Linked DNA regions of Mus musculus: region 1 is linked to region 2. A link is a contact called in public promoter capture Hi-C data. All regions are on one chromosome and are shown on one strand. The core of a region is the stretch at or near the end of the contact, and the rest is flanking DNA. Distances in the headings are between cores, read along the strand shown.

What was found. Promoter capture Hi-C pulls out the DNA fragments that hold promoters and counts their contacts.
Region 1: a promoter capture Hi-C map of liver shows a contact between it and region 2, with 5 times the contacts expected there. The contact joins the promoter of Tmem167b here to the enhancer-like site in region 2. A contact is called at or near these places in 3 of 39 promoter capture datasets (liver and pre-B cells), 1 of 484 Hi-C or Micro-C datasets (CD8 T cells) and 2 of 115 datasets of contacts at active chromatin or transcription factors (craniofacial prominence and memory CD8 T cells).

Annotation. Positions count from the first base shown.
Region 1 is chr3:108,559,738-108,565,056 of GRCm38.p6, forward strand. It overlaps Tmem167b (transmembrane protein 167B), which reads right to left and starts at 2,729. Exons shown (of 3, transcript NM_026198.2): 1 at 2,534-2,729; 2 at 450-581. The coding sequence starts at 2,543.
Region 2 is chr3:107,686,951-107,692,213 of GRCm38.p6, forward strand. All of the region lies in intron 1 of Ahcyl1 (S-adenosylhomocysteine hydrolase-like 1), which reads right to left. Among named protein-coding and RNA genes, the nearest start is that of Gm52629, 5.0 kb to the left of the region's middle. Within about 2 kb of position 3,606, at least 63 of the 459 cell types and tissues checked have an H3K27ac peak or open chromatin away from gene starts, as enhancers often do. A contact at or near this core is called in liver, where this site is marked.

The DNA of each region.
Region 1 (5,319 bases), core at 1,479-3,978, 870 kb after region 2:
TTAGCAGACCCTAAGCAAAGCACTTACCACATGATTGTGAGGACCTGAGTCAAAATCCCAGAAATCACGTAAAATATGGCTATTGTAATACAAACCTGTGCTCTCAGTACTTGTAGGCTAAGTAGGCAGGACAAGTTCCAGAAGCTCACAGCTCAGCTAGCCAAGTGTACACAGCAGCAACCACACAATTACAACACACCACAAACACACTCATATAGTAAACATGAGTCCAAATATCACCCTGGTCCTACGCCTTCTATTCTAGAACCACAAAAATCTTTAGCCAAGATTTTCAGATCTGCATCTGTTGGTAAAGCATATGTTCAGGCGGATCATAAACGTTAGTGGAAATTCCGAAAGTTAAATCTCATACGGCTACACTGTTGCTATACTCCGTTGCTGAGAAGTAGCTACGTATGTTCTCTCTCTGCATGCAGATAAGGCCTTACCTTTGTAGAATACACCCCACACTCCCTTCTTCTCCGACAGCAGCCAGGTTTTGAGACGAGGTACTTTCTTGAAGTAGGCACAGGTGCAAACAAAGAGCAAACCAAACACCAGGATCCCATCCAAGGAGTACACTGTCACAAAGAGAAGGAGAGAGAGTCTTTGATGCTGCTGTGCCTGAGGAGGTGATGCTGCCCAGACTGCAGTGCTGAGGCCACCTCAACGGCAGGGCCAACGGTAAACAGGAAGGGTCCATGATCTTGGCACTGTTTCCCCAACCTGCTTGTAAAAAGCCCCTTTATCACTCCACTCCCCCGCCCTCACTACAAACTAGAAGACACACGTGTATTTGTGTGGCACTCTTGGAAGTAACTGAGGCTAGTACTCGGCTAGTCCTCGGAGTCTGAGCATACAGATTTACATATGTTCTTGATATAAATCACTCATCTGATGCAGGAAAGCTCAGTCTTTAGCCAAGATTTTCAGATCTGCATCTGTTGGTAAAGCATATGTTACGGCGGACCATAAACGTTAGTGGAAATTCCAAGAGTTAAACCTCATATGGCTACACTTTTGCTATACTCCGTTGCTATTTCAAGTACAGTACAGTTAACAAATCATATTCTTGCCAGGACAAAAGATGGGCACAAAATGGAAGACAGGAAGCACTGGTGTCCATGAGGCAGAACGATGCACCCCTGGAACACTGGTGTTAGCTAAGTGCAGCCCAAGTTACAAAGGGGAAAGGGAGCCCATATCCTGCTTCTGCTCCACACAGCGTCCTGCTGTGTAGGCAGGGCTGGCCTTAAACTTGTGGTCTGCCTGCCTCCTCCTACTCAACGCTCGGCTTAGAGGCATGCCAAATACAACCTGCAAAGCCCACTCTCAAAACAACAAAACAAAAATGTATCTGATGCTTAGGTGACACAGAAAGCTCTTAGTTCTGCTTCTTACATGTGATACCCAGGTAAGCAAAATGAATTACATAAAGGCAGATTTTATTCAGTAATCAACTGTGCCAGAATATTTTATTTCCTAGTTTACACTATGTCTTCCTCCGTTCCTTCTTTAACTTTGTGTACTATGGTAAGACTGACTACCCAGAAAGCTTCAAATGGATATTATATACAATCAGGGTCTTTGTCGGTTCCCGCCAGTTCTGGACTATACTGACTTCTTCCAGTGAAACTATTTCACAGCTAGTTCCAGTATATCAGTCAGCTCACAGACAGTTTCTATGGATGCCTTTATGTCTTGCTCTTTTACTCCTATAAGTTAAGAGACAATGCCAAAATTCACAAGGAAATGACATTTCAGTCTTCAGTGTCACGTCTATGGAAGTCTATGAGAAATACTTTCCCGAGCCTCTCCAATCATAGTACCTAGAAAAGGCTTTCTTATTTCCGTTCCTGTAAGACTGACTATAAAGGTCTTAATTCATGCTCTAGAACCTGAAAATCATGACTATAAAATTGTTTGAAGCAATCTGGAAAAATTACAAGTGCTCCATCACTAATAAAAGGCGGCTTCTAAATCCACCCTTTGCGGTATTAGCCAGAAGCTCCAGATGGAGCCACCCAACTAGGACTTTAGTCAAACGAATGAAGGCTTTTTTTGGTGTCTTTTAAATTAACAAAATAAACAAACAAACAAAAAACTTTGGGGGTTGTCTACAATCACCTCCCCCGCAAACGGTGGGATTTGATACCATTACTAAGTCCTTTCAACCAGCTTACTGTCAGAAAGTATGAGACCTTAGGGAACTGGATAACAGCTTCTCTCCCCTGGGGACTAACAACATAATTCTATAGTGAACGACCTCCCCAGCGGCCAGAACCAACTTCTAGGAAAGAAAAGAGAGTAAAGGGTGATAACGAAAAGTCAGGTGTGGCACTAGGGTACCTTGATGGGCTTGAGAAAAGAGAAACTGCAAGGAGCATCCCAGACAGGAGTTAGGGGCTCCCCAAGGTCCAGGGGGGCCGGGCTGGGAGGGGGCGGGGGGAACGGCCACGTCAGTCTAGCCCCGCCCGCCACGTTTGGTCCCAGTCCTCTACCGCCACCCTCCGCTCGGGCCCCCAGCTCTCACCGTTCGTCATGGCGGTAGTGCCCGGCTGGGGTGAGGGGTCCGGGTTCAGCTGTGGCGGCTGCAAATGCGGGGGAACCCGGCTCCCACTTGACACTTCCCGATCCGGGCCGTGGTGACGGGGAACGAGCCGTAGTACGCAAGCGCGAGAGCCGAGCGAGAGAAACGCCGAACTCAATCAGGCATAATTAGCTGATCGTCGAGCCAAAGCCTCGCCCTGCCTGCGTAGCGTCTGCGTCCCTACGTAGTGGGAGGAGAGCGTGTTGGGCGAGGCTTCCTTTGTGGTCATGGCAACCGGAAGTCCGCCTGCTTGCTCCTGTCTAATTAGACCGACTGGACCCAGACAGTGTGTTTGAAAAATAAAGGCTGTAGGGATTGCTCTGTGACACATGTTCAGTGTGCCAGAACATGTCGTTCCCCGTTGTATCTACTTGAGAACAAAACTTAGGGTTCCAGTGATTCATGACCAAGAAACAAAAGAAAGCCATCCCGTTTCCTCCAACTTATTTAGGTGACAACTGGTAGTGAAATCAGGTACAGTTCCAAGAGAAAACACTTGGGAACCAGGCTATAATGCGAAGCAATTGCACGTAAGGTGGCGCACGTGTGTATACTACAGCAGGGTCACTGTATCTTACCATACCAAGCTGAAAACGTCACCACTGTCAGGATAGTTGGACCGTTCTTGGGGACACGGCTTGTTTGTTTTGTTTTGTTTTGTTTGTTTGTTTTGCTTCTATGCTCTGCAGCAGTAATATGTGCTGTAATATCTGAAACCCGACGAGAGTTTGAGTGCTGAGGGGGATACCACAGTAGTTGCTCGGACTCCTGGGACAGCCCTTGTTAGGTGGCTTCTTGCGGAAATCTAGCCAAGCTGCCTCTGACTTTCGTAAACGGAATAAGAAACTATAACAAAAGCCACATGCTTCCGATCCTAAAGCTTTCGGTTGTCAGAAGCATTCAGACAGCTTCCTGTTTGTTAGAATGACTTTCTTTTCCTTAAATTACCAGGATAGTTTCCTTTATCTGCAGAGTTTAAGTCATGCTGGCCTCACCTCTTCAGAAATGTACCCTGGCTTCTCTGAAGATGTTTTGACTAGATGATGACAGTCTAATGGTGGGCTGGCGTGCAGGGAACAAAGCTTTAGGTTCTGCTTTGTAAACTGGGACCTTCAATTATAGACAGCTGGGTCTGCTTTTCTAGAGTCTGACTGAAAGTGCTGCACTCAGAAACCTAAGAATTCTGTCCATTCCTGCTACAGTGCCATCTGCTGGCTGTGAACCGCCTGGTTACCTAGAACAAAACTGTCAGAAGACTTGGAATGGACAGTCAAGAGGAGGAAACCACTAGTAGAGTAGCCACAGTGTTTGATGTAGGAAAGAGTACTTGAGCCGGGCAGTGATGGCACACGCCTTTAATCCCAGCACTTGGGAGGCAGAGGCAGGCGGATTTCTGAGTTCGAGGCCAGCCTGGTCTACAGAGTGAGTTCCAGGACAGCTAGGGCTATACAGAGAAACCCTGTCTTGAAAAACCAGAAGAAGAAAAAAAAGAGTCATTGAAAAAAATATACTCAAATTAAGAAATTACAGCATCAAAAACCAAAAGATATATAGAAAAACCCTAACATAATCACTAATATAATCACTTGGATTACATATGTGTGTATACACACAGGACATTCCACAAAGCAAGACAGGACTGCAGAGATGGCTTAGTGGTTGACAGCATTTGCTTCTCTTGTTAAGACCTTCGTTAGGTTTCCAGCATCCAAGTGATGGCTCACAACGATATGTTCCTCTGGTTCCAGGAGATCCTGTTGTAGAAATAATAATAAAAATTGTTCCTCACACTTAGAGATGAAGGCAAAGATCTGTACTAAAGTGCCTGGCTGACTGTGGTTAATGCCTAAATTAGAGTCAGCCTTGACAGGATTGTACTAACTGGTAGCTTCAGTATGCTTGGCCCAGGGAGTGGCACTATTAGGAGGTGTGGCCTTGTTGGAGGAAGTGTGTTACTGTAGGGTGGGCTTTTAGACCCTTTCTCCTGGCTGTAGTCAGATCAAGATACAGAGCCCTCAGCTCCTCCAGAGCCATGCCTGCCTGGACAACTGCCATGCTTCCAACCATGATGATAGTGGACTGAACCTCTGAACCTCTAAGCCAGCACCTTTGTAAGAGTTGCCTTGGCCGTGGTGTCTCTTCACAGCAATGGAAACTCTAAGACACTAACTCATATACACATTGGCTTATACACTTCACAAGCATGCATTTCACAAACACTGTCATCTTGGGTCCCAGTCCCAAAGTACACTTCAATCAATTCTGTCTAATGGCAGATATGATCTAATGTGTGCTGGTCATTCCTGATGAATAAACATTTATATCCTAGCATCCAAAACTTCATTTATCTAACAGAGCTGGTTAGCATGCTACTTACCTTTAATTATTTTGGAGGCAAAAGTAGCTAAATTCTACTTGTGTGAAGGAAATCTATCATTAAGTCCTCTATAACATTAATTTTATTACTTTGAGTTTCTTCTACATGGGCCCCACACTGCTGTTCTGGACTCTGTGGGCACACAAGCAGGCTTGTGGTACACAAATATACACACAGACAAACCACTCACACATACATAAAAATAAAACAGGCTGAGCTGGGGGAATGTCAAGTTGGAAACCAACTTGGGTGGGTGGGTGGGTGAGTGAGTGAGTGAGTTTCAGATCAGCCTTTGCCATGTAGTGAGACTTCATTTCAATAAAACAAGGGCCAGAGATGTGGCTCAGCCATA
Region 2 (5,263 bases), core at 2,356-4,855:
TGTCAGTTGTGGCTTCTCTGGAGTTGTTTTAAAACAAAAGTTACCTATCATTCCAGGAGTGTAATATGCCACCCATCTACAGTGGGGACCAGCATATGCAAGTTTGGGTTTTCCTGAGCCCTGCCTTCTATTGTTTTCTAGCCAGTGGTGTGTGCAGGAGCACAAAGATCAAGTTCTCTTGCTAATATTGCACAGCATACCAAAATAAACATTAAATTTTGTTTTGCAAGAGCTATTTTCTCAACATGTAATACTACCATGATATTTGTAATTTAAACAATTTTCAATTTTTAAAAAACTCCTGATACACAAAGAACAATCCTCACAACATAGGGACTACTACATTAGAATTTTTATTTAAAGTTGATGAGGAAAGAAGTTTAAAAGCAACATGTACTAGCATATTAAACAATAAAATCATTAATATCAGGCTGGTGAAATGGCTCAGTGGAAAATGGTGAATGCTACCAAGTCTGACAGAGCAAAATTCAATCCTGGGACAAATATGGTAGACTTCTACATGCACACCTACCCGCATACATACAAAGAAATAAAATTTAATAAGCAATAAGATTCTAAATACCCAGATTTCCTTGACTTTTATACTTATATTGTCTGTCTCAAATTAATAGCTTATGGTTTACAAAACAATTTGTTATTTTCAAAAACTAGCATTATCTAAGGGCTGCATACAGAAACAGGATGGGGTAGCAGCTGGGGTTACGTGATTTGCTTAAGGCAACTTTGACACTGAAGTGTAAAAGAACAAAAACTAAACAAAAATCCCAAACAAGCCACAAGCTTAGTAGCATTTCTCCTTTTGGAACTAGGTGGGGAAAGCAGTCCCCTACTGTTTCAAGGGCCAGTCCACTCAAGATACTTTAATAAATTTCCTCATGCTGTGGTGACCCAATCATAAAATTATTTTCATTGCTACGTCATAACTGTAATTTTGCTACTATTATGAATCTTAATGTAAATATCTGATATGCAGGAAGGTCTTGGGCGACCCCTATAAAAGGGTTGTTGGACCCACAGGTTGAAAACTGAACCTTTTGGGGAGTACTTTCTGGGGAGCTGCTTTCAGCAACAAAATGGCTAGCACTGTGCTGAACTTCTCACAAAAGAGAACTGAGGAAATGGTTATGTTAACTGGCTTGATCATAGTCATTTCTTGACTGTGTACAAATAACACAGTATAACATTGTACCCTTTAAGTACATTTAATTTTTTCCCATTATATCTTTAAAAAGCTGAAAAAAATTAATGAAGAAAAATAAAAACTGGAGTATTAGGTTACAGGTTGAATAAAACTGTAAAATAGATTTTAAAAGCCCCAGGAAGTGAGGTTTAAAGTTCTTTGGTCATTTAAAAATATTTATGCTTATTTTTATTTTTCAGTGTATGAACAGATGTTGGCCTTGGATCCCTTGGAGCTGGAGTTACTGGCATTGTAAGCTGCCTGACTTAGGCGATAGGAATGAGACTCCAGTCCTCTGAAAAAGCAGGGAATGAATGCTTATAACTGCTGAGCCACCACTCCAGCCAGTAAGTAAAGATAACTGGTACATGATCATATCCTCTCAGTTTTAATGTATCACTAAGCAAACCATGAAATATCCTTATGCTAACAGCAGGCTTCCTGTTTTCCCACAAGAAAGCAGTTAGAACTGGAACCAGGTAGAGTCTCCTGACTTTTCTGGGGAGAGATGAGGTTCTGTTAATGGGACATGAGTCTCTATACAAAGTTAGCTTGGAACATTCTTATAATACTCCTTATTTGGCAGTCTTTCAGTATGGGCATGGAAAGTTCTCAAAACCTTAAATAATAATTCTCTAAGAACTTCCTTCAAGTAAAGGAACATTTGGGCTGTGGTGATCCTAAGGTCAGCTTAGAATCCAGCCTCAACTGAACCATCCACTTACTGAGTTCTTTTTCAGTACCCCGAAGGAGTTTCAGCCTTGCTCCTGCAGCACTCATCCTGAGGGAGGCCTGGCCATTCTTTCACATCAAACACCAGAGCCACATTAACACTGGCTTTAGCTGGTAACATGGCTCATCGGCTTCATCAACTTTCTAAGTTCTGTCTTTTCCTCCCTAGCATGTGTTTCTGATCTATTCTTTAGTTGAATTGTAACTCTTCAATAATTAACTATACTAAACTGTGCTTTTCTTCTGAGGTCAGAATTTTACCAAAATGTTTCTCAAAGTCTTTAAAATACTATTATTTTCAGTCTAAGAGTTTATAATATAAACTAACAAGTTTAAGCTCTCATATTCTGACTTGACCATCCAGAAACTAGAGGTAAGGGTATGTATAATGTGTTAGAATTATACTTAGCATTTCAAAAAGAATTTAGACTCAAGAAATGAAACTGGCTTAGAGAGGCCTGGTGTTCCCCATTTGTTCTATAGATACCCTCCAGTACTCTTACATAAATGGCCTTCCTATTTTGATAAAGACTGTTTAGGAGATAAAGTCCAAAGAATATAGCTCAGGGCTTTCTATGGCCCTAACATATCCTTAATTCTAGATAAGCAATCATTAGCTTAGGTCCAATGACAGGCTTCAGGTTAATTCCTTTGATTTACATTGTTTTATTTACTGTGTGTTCTCTCTCTCTCTCTCTCTCTCTCTCTCTCTCTCTCTCTTTCTTTCTCTCTCTCTCTGCACTCCTACCCCATATCTAATTTCAAAATAATTTCCAGCGCCTTGGTCATTCAAAATGCCAACCCATTCTCCACTAGCTGCCCTACCTTCAGGTCCTCTCCTACTGTGAATTAAGTATGTCTAATTTAGAGCCCTAATAATAAATAGTCTGAAAAAACTCCCTTTGTGACAAATATCTTTCACACTCCAACCTCACGAAAGGTACTGATTTAACAAGCAATCTAAGGAGGACCTGAAAAAGCAAACAATTACACTGAGTTTGCCATGCTTTTGACAAAGCACCTCAAAAAAATGCAGGAAATAAATGGGTTTAATAAGCTTTGCTCCGAATTAAAACAAGGGAAAGGAAGTGGAGAAGCTACTTTTAATACCAACTATACTTGTTAGTACAGGCATGCATGTGATGGATCCATAAAGGGTTAGGAGAACATGAGAGTCTATCTAAACAAGACAGAATGGTTTTTGTTTATTTATTTTTAAACATGGTTTAGTTCAAATTTAGCAAAAACTGGCAATATGCTCTCATTCCAATCATGCCCAGCTTTCAGCTAATCCCCTCCCTATGGAATCAGAAAAGAATGTGCATAATTATGAATCTCATATTCCCCAAATAGGAAAGCTCTAATTCCTGAATGAGAGGGCTAAGGTTAGTTTCATCAATCACCTATTCCCAATTACAGACCAGCAGACAGGGGCCTTCTCAGTACAAGTGTTTTCTATGTGCCCTTTAGAACCTGGAAGAGTCCTTTACCCCACTTACACTAAGAACCAAGTCTTTGTCAACCTTGATTTACTCCCAGCTGGCAAATAAGAACAGAAACCACCTCCAGAGTAATGCTTCCTCCTGGGAAATACTGGAGAAGGGGTGTAGTGAGGTCAGCCCCTCCAGGATTTGTTTTTTCTTGGACTTAGCCTACAGCTTATTACAGTGAGAACATGATGTCCCCGATCAACTTAGTCTCTTTCTGTTATAACCCTGAAGCAAACAGATTCTACAGCAGCTACAAGGCCGTTACCAAGGCCACTGTATTGATCAGTGTAATTAAAATTCACAATTCATCAAGTCCAGCACAACAAGCCAGCTGGGTCACTCTCTACATAACAAGCCAACACTGGGAATCTTCCTGTCTGGTACTGATGCTGGCACTAAAAACTCAAGTACTGAATTAGAAGTTGGAACCACCTGGACACGGACAGGAAACTGAATCTGTTACCAGAGTAACTGCATGTATCTGCCATTTCTATAAAGCACTTATTTCACTTTCCAAAACAGGGAATTTTGAAAGACTCCCTTTCCCCCAAATCTTGCCAAAGTCACACATTTTACATAAACATCACAAAGTTTAGTGCCAACGAGAACAGGAGCTCATGGTTAGGACAGCACTGGCTCATTCCCAGAAGACTGTAACTGTAAAGGTGTGTTTCAAGGACAAGTGCACATCAGACTGTTGGATGTCAAGTTCAGCTTTTGGTTCGGCTGAATGGACACCCAGCATCACACAGTATGAAAGATGGGAAACGGCTCAGCATTGCTAACAAGGCTGTTAACACTGTCAGAGCCCTAACATACATTCCAAATCCTGCTGCCCAACTTTTCATTATTCCTCAAACTTGCAACAACCTGGGGACAAAGTTTCTTAAATCTAAGATACCAGTTTCAACGTTGAGCAGAGAGAGGGTCCCCAGTGCTTAAAATGTTTGCTCCAACGGTGAGAATTTCAAACTGCATCCCTCATTACAGTAAGGATAGCTCTGAGCTGACTGCTTTATGTCTCCATACTACACAGCTAATGAGGAGGCCATGTAGTATGTATTCTTTCTCTTCCCTTCCCTTCCATTTCCTGTATTAGAAAGAGAGCTACTAAACTCTCATTATGTTCTCTCCTGCAGTCCCTAGCTACTGCCTTATCTTTCCATAAAAACAGCTCTGGCAATAAGAAAGGAAAGCAAGTCAGTCACTACGTGACTGGACCTTACTTTCTCCTGGGGACAATCACTTCACAGTAGTGACTCAATAAACGTTCATCAACAGTACTGTGTGTCAGACCTTATATGTCTGAAACAGTCCTCGACATCAATAAGCTCTACCTAGAGAAATCAAATGATAAAATCCATACTTTATCAGTTCAGTATCAAGAATAGTTTAAGACATACAGTTTCCTATGGAGAGAAATAGAGCTGAGAAAGTACTTACCCACAGTTGCTCAAAGTCTGGTTTCTGTGTATAAGTTTCTGAGTTATACTCTCAAGGCAATAACGAGCCACAAAGAGGAGGTTAACAATACCACCAGCCCCAGCTTTATTCCAAACCTCAAAGACAAAGTGCAAGCTAGAAACATTTTCTTTTAAAGCAGAATCTAGCTCTATAAAGAAAAGAGATACTATGCTTAGAAGCCTGTCAAATTACAGCAAGGGTTAGGGTCTATGAATGAGTTCCAGGCTGCCCTATCAAAGCCTATACAAGTAAATATGTATTTTTGTGCTCTTCTGATTTTTCCTAAGGACAGAAACTATGATTTCATGAAATTCTTCAAAGATTAAGGCTCAAAAGATTAAGAAGCATTATGCACAGTCTCTAATGCAGCAACTAC